2 separate regions of the Mus musculus genome follow, and region 1 is linked to region 2. A link is a contact called in public Micro-C data. All regions are on one chromosome and are shown on one strand. Each heading gives the region's core, a stretch centred on a gene start, on an enhancer-like site or on the middle of the called end of the contact. The rest is flanking DNA. Distances are from core to core; before and after follow the strand shown.

Region 1 (2,700 bases), core at 155-2,654, 180 kb after region 2:
TTACTATTACCTTAATCTTCACATTAAGCTCTAGTTTAGTTTCTCTATGAGAGAGCTTGTTAATATTCAAAATGCTGGAGTTCCATACTCAGAAAGTCAAAATTAATAAGCTTAAGGTGGACCATGAGACTGAATTTCCAACAGAGTTTGAGGTGATGCTGCTGCTGAATCAATGACCCCACACTGAGGACAATACTCTCGTTCCATGTTCCCAACTGTCTAACAGTCTGCACCTGGTTATCAACGGGCATTTTGTTGTGGTCTGTTTTGAAACAGAAGTTTCACTGTGTAGCCCTGGCTGACTTGGAACTAGCTATGCAGAGCAACTGTCTCAAACTCAGAGAGATCCATGTGTCTCTGCCTTCTAAGTGCTGGTAAAAAGGCACACTCAACCTTCATGTAGGGATTTTTTTTTTTTTTTTAACTAAAGCTTAGGAACAATTTTGTAATTTGGACTAAACAATACAAAGCAGAATTTATCAAGGATCTCACTGAATCAAGATAAAGGCCGAAGAACCACATTCCAAGTAAGAAAGGAACTGTTTGCCAGTAAGAACTTACTTCTAAGGTCTTACTGTATCTGTGTGACGATTTAAAGCCCGGAGACTCGGCAGATGTTCCTGCAAGGAATGGAAGGTGTTTGCCATACCCCCAGACACCAGGCTCCTGACACAAGTCTCAGCTCTCCATAATTCTGTGGCCATCAGTCGTATAGGGCAATGTTCCAAGCAAGCTCCTGGTATTGTTTCAACTCCACCCCACAGTTACCTGGCAATAGCCAGGTACCCCTGGCCCACTATAAAAGGGGCTGTTTTCCTCCTCCTCCTCCCTCTCTTACTCTTACTCTCTTAGTTTTGCCTCTCTCTCTCTTGCCCTCTTGCTTCCCCTCTCTCCCTCCCCTCCCCCCTCCATGTGGCCATGGCCGGCCTCTTTTCTCTTCTTCTCCTCTTCTCCTCCTCTCCTTTCCTCTCCCTCCCCCCCCCCCCCCCCCCCCCCCCCCCGCCTTTCTCTGCCTCTACTACCTCTTAGCTCCCCTTCCTAGACACTCCTACCTGCAAAAGGTATTTAACCTCAGGCTCGCCAGAACAAGCCAAGGGCACTCTCCTCCCCATCTTTTCCCTTTGGCCCTGGGCTAGAGCCAGCCTGCAGGCTGACACTCCATTCTCAGCTCCTCTGAGGCATCCAGCAGCATCTGCAGTGCCCAAGAGTTTGAGAACTTGTCATTCTCAGCCTCCTTGCAGGCCCAGGGACCCCAGAACAGGCTCTTCTGTGGCACCCAGCGGCTCTGTGGTGCCTAAGAGTCCAAGCCAACTCCGGCAGTCCACGGGGACCATAGACTGTGCTTTCTCATCCCAAAAGCGGAGTCCTGAGGCTTCTCACAGCCTAACACCCACCTGGTGGCAGCATGCGGTGTGCACTGTCAAACTTCCAGTGCTCTGCTTCACCCAGCAGCCAGAGTCCTGGGCTCCACATGGGCCACCATTTTAACCCACAAGAGAACACTGGGAAGAGCAGACTCACATTTCTTAAACTATAAGCCAAACACCTCTACTTGCCCCCAGTTTCCTTCAATCATAATCTTTTATTATATCAACAAAAGGTAACTAATACTATAGATTAAGAACAGAATTTTTAAAAGATAATATCACTACTCTATAAAATTAAAAAAAAAAAACCGGGGGAGGGAGGGTATGGGGGACTTTTGGGATAGCATTTGAAATGTAAATGAAGAAAATACCTAATTTTAAAAAAGTTTAAAGTTAAAAACAAAACAAAACAAAAAGCCCAGAGGTGGGCGTGGTGGCGCATGCCTTTAATCCCAGCACTCTGGAGGCAAAGGCAGGCGGATTTCTGAGTTAGAGGCCAGCCTGGTCTACAAAGTGAGTTCCAGGACAGCCAGAGCTATACAGAGAAACCCTGTTTTCTCTGTATAGAGAAAACAAAACAAAAACAAAAAACAAAACAAAACAACAAAAAACAAAACAAAACAACAAAAAAAACCAACCAAAACAAACAAATAAAATAAAATAAAAAAACCTAAATTTTCTTCCTCTTCTTTACCATAGTTTTTAGTCTTCCTTTTCAACACGGTTTTTAGTCTTTTAATTTACCAATCATTAAAGTTACACAAGAACCTAACAGCTATTAATTTTTTTCCAGCAACTATTTTAGAAAATCCTAAAATAGTTTACAATGGTTATGCTAAAAAATAAAGCAAACAAATCCCTTAAAGTTGTAAATAAAAAAGTCCACTTAATTATAAGCACTACACATTTATTTCCGAAAGCTGTAACCCTCAGCACAACTAACGTAAGCTGTGGAACACTTGTTAGTCTCTCAATCTGAGTATGAACTAAGCAGCCTTCTACCACACAGTGCCTCTTGTCCTAACTGGCGGGAAGTACTGAGATAAAGGCTGATGCCCACATGAAAAACACAACACAATTTACTTTAAATCTTATTTTAAAGGGTCCTAGCATGAATTACATAGAAAATGTTACTTTTAAAGCCTAATAAAGTGCCCATTAAAAGTACTGTCTTACTTAGGGTTTTACTGCTGTGAACAGACACCATGACCAAGGCAACATTTCATTGGCGCTGGCTTACAGGTTCAGAGGTTCAGTCCATTATCATCAAGGCAGGAACACGGCAGCATCCAGGCAGGCACGGTATAGGAGGAGCTGAGAGTTCTACATCTTC
Region 2 (2,700 bases), core at 124-2,623:
AACTCCTTTCTCACTGCTTATTTTCAGAAGCTACAACTCGCTTCTTAAAACATAAACTTGATTTCTTGGTTTTTGTTCAAAGCTTTCTTTTTCCATTGATGCAATTATCCTTTTCATCTCCCTTTTACTTCCACTAAGGAAATCAAATACAGCCACTATTGAGAATCTTTGCCTCTCTGAGTAAACTAAAATTGTTTTGTTTCATTCATAGGAAGTTTGCTTGACTTCTTAAAAGATGGTGAAGGAAGAGCTCTGAAGTTGCCAAACCTTGTGGACATGGCGGCACAGGTGGGCCTGGGGTCTTAATTCAGGCTGTGGCTGTACCAGCACGGACTCTCAAGGTGTTGTGGTGTAACAGCTGTGCCCCCTTCCCTGGGTTTCCACAGGTTGCTGCAGGAATGGCTTACATCGAGCGCATGAATTATATCCACAGAGATCTGCGATCAGCAAACATTCTAGTGGGGAATGGACTAATTTGCAAGATTGCTGACTTTGGATTGGCTCGGTTGATTGAAGACAATGAATACACAGCAAGACAAGGTGGGCACTTCCAGGGCAGTGGCTCCTGATTGATCTTTGCCTGCACAGCCTTCTCCTTACCTTCATTTCCTCCCTCTTCCCTTTGTTTGTCTGATCTGGCGCGAGCTGCACAGTTCTCAGGTGGGAGCTAGTGGATCTAGTTGGCGTGTGCAGTGCTGGTCTAGTAAGTGGGCGTCTGTTCCCATGGCTTGCCTGGCTTTTGGGAAGTATCTAGGCCCACGGTGTTCCACTTTTGGAGAAAGAAGGCTTTGAGAAGCCAAGTTATAGCTCATTCTCCATTAGCCACCTCTGAGCAGAAATCAGGTGACACTCCAAGTCAGACAAGTTCCTTTACAAAGGAACAGGCGTGGTGTTGGAAAACGGAGAACATAATAAATAGCAGGGGAGCCAAGGCTCAGAATGCAACAGGAGTAGGTAGCGCCAGAGCAAAGACACCTCCTGGTAGAGAGCCTGCACATGGAGGCGATTCCTGATCTCAGTCAGCAGCTGCCTGCCAGGCCCAGCCAGGACCAGCTGGGACCAGCCTGAGACTGAGCTCTGCAGAGCGCTGAGGAGAAAAGAAATGGTCTGGAGGGCCTGGAGGACTGCAGTGCTGGAGAAGCCGTCTCTTCTCCTGCCTCACCCACCCCCTGCAAAGGGTCAAAGACATTAGTTTTATGTAAACCACGTACCAGACCAGAAGCCAACCCACTTGGGGAGGAGGGATTGTTTGTCAAGCACCAGATGTCAGGAAAGAATTCCCAAGGTGTTTTCTGCCTTCCTGGCTGGCTGCTTGCATGGCAGTGTCCAGGCATAGCACTGAGGAACTAGCAACAGTGGAGGCCTCTGTGTGGGTTTTAAAGCCGGAACTCAGGCAGGGAGTAGGTTTCCTTGGTGAAACTAACCGAAGCCTGGCCACCCCAGCCAAGCTGAGCAGTAGTGGGGATGGATTACAGGATGGTGCATTCTGCAGTTTTATGTTGAATAGTAGTTGTTTCGCTCATTTTTGGCAATTCCTTCCGCCTTTCACTTGCCTCAGAATGGAAGTGCAGTGAATGATGTGAGAAAATGTTAAACTGGGGCCCTGCCTAGGTACTGACACTATCCAAGTGCTCGGTTGCATGTCGGACAAACCGCCCAGCTATTTGAATTCCCCACTCCCACCCCTGGCACACGCCATCTCTTGCCCTTGTGGGATCCTGGGGGGTACGGGGGGGGGGGGTATGCACACAGACACACACCCAAAGTCAGGGGTCACAAAAGCAGGCTGTATCTCTAAGCAGAGAGGAATACAGACGTGACTTGGTGACAGGGCATGCCAAGAGGGTCTGAGTGAATATGATCAGAGGCCTTGCCCTGAGGGAGAGCCTGTGAGGGTTGATAACCAGCATGTTCCATTTAGGAAATGGCTCCAAAGAAACTCAGGAGCTTCCGTCTGTGTGTGAGAAAGTCTCCGTGGCAGAGGGAGCAGTGCAAGACTGTTTACTTTTAACTAGACTTTGAACTCTGTAGAGTCTATGGTTAACACCCTTGACCCATCTGTGAATGAGAGGTGTCAGGCCAGGAGCTAACAGATGCTACCAGAGTACTGTTGGGATGGACTGGGTACATAAGTCATGCATCATTCATAAGGGTGCCTAAGACTGTGGCCTCAGGCGGCTGGCACCTCTCATGTCAGGTTCTGCACTGGAACCCATCCAGGGCCCTCTCAGCCTGGCCATGCAGCCTTCCTTCCCACTTCCCACCATGACTGCCTCTCTGCCCTGCCTCCCCCCCATGACATCCAGACCACAGTCTGAGGCCCTTTCCAAGGACAAGCCTCAGTCCTTTGTTCAGCATTTCCTTGACAGAAGAGTCCACCTTTCCCTCTTAGAATATTATTTCTTCTTTCTTATCTTTGTCAACTGTCTTCAGATGCATACCAAACACTGAAAAGGGTAAGCAATAAGGGTTACAGGAGCTAGAGTATGACAGGAGAGACGGGCAGTCTGTGCTGTCCTGAAGCTGAGAACCAGGAAAGGCCAAGGCACGTCAGGACCTGGAAGGGGCAGGAAATAGACCCATAGTTAGCATATTTGTTCATACAAATCACAAAGCTCACAAGTGGAAGGTCCGGATTTGAAAACAGTACAGCCCACCTGACCAGGTGTGCTCTTGAGCTGTGCCCACTGTCTCCCCCCA

What was found. A called contact is a pair of places that touch in the nucleus more often than the background predicts.
Region 1: a Micro-C map of embryonic stem cells shows a contact between it and region 2, with 2.1 times the contacts expected there. The contact joins two enhancer-like sites. A contact is called at or near these places in 14 of 484 Hi-C or Micro-C datasets (Th1 cells, cerebellar granule neurons, cerebellum and 6 more), 3 of 115 datasets of contacts at active chromatin or transcription factors (T-cell acute lymphoblastic leukemia, embryonic basal ganglia and embryonic stem cells) and 2 of 9 other capture datasets (adipose tissue and embryonic stem cells).

Annotation. Positions count from the first base shown.
Region 1 is chr10:39,715,722-39,718,421 of GRCm38.p6, forward strand. The region is part of intron 1 of E130307A14Rik (RIKEN cDNA E130307A14 gene); the gene reads right to left. Among named protein-coding and RNA genes, the nearest start is that of E130307A14Rik, 15 kb to the right of the region's middle. Within about 2 kb of position 1,405, at least 12 of the 459 cell types and tissues checked have an H3K27ac peak or open chromatin away from gene starts, as enhancers often do. A contact at or near this core is called in embryonic stem cells, where this site is marked.
Region 2 is chr10:39,533,423-39,536,122 of GRCm38.p6, forward strand. Fyn (Fyn proto-oncogene) reads left to right here. Exons shown (of 14, transcript NM_001122893.1): 11 at 212-288; 12 at 387-540. Among named protein-coding and RNA genes, the nearest start is that of Gm40627, 56 kb to the right of the region's middle. Within about 2 kb of position 1,374, at least 95 of the 459 cell types and tissues checked have an H3K27ac peak or open chromatin away from gene starts, as enhancers often do. A contact at or near this core is called in embryonic stem cells, where this site is marked.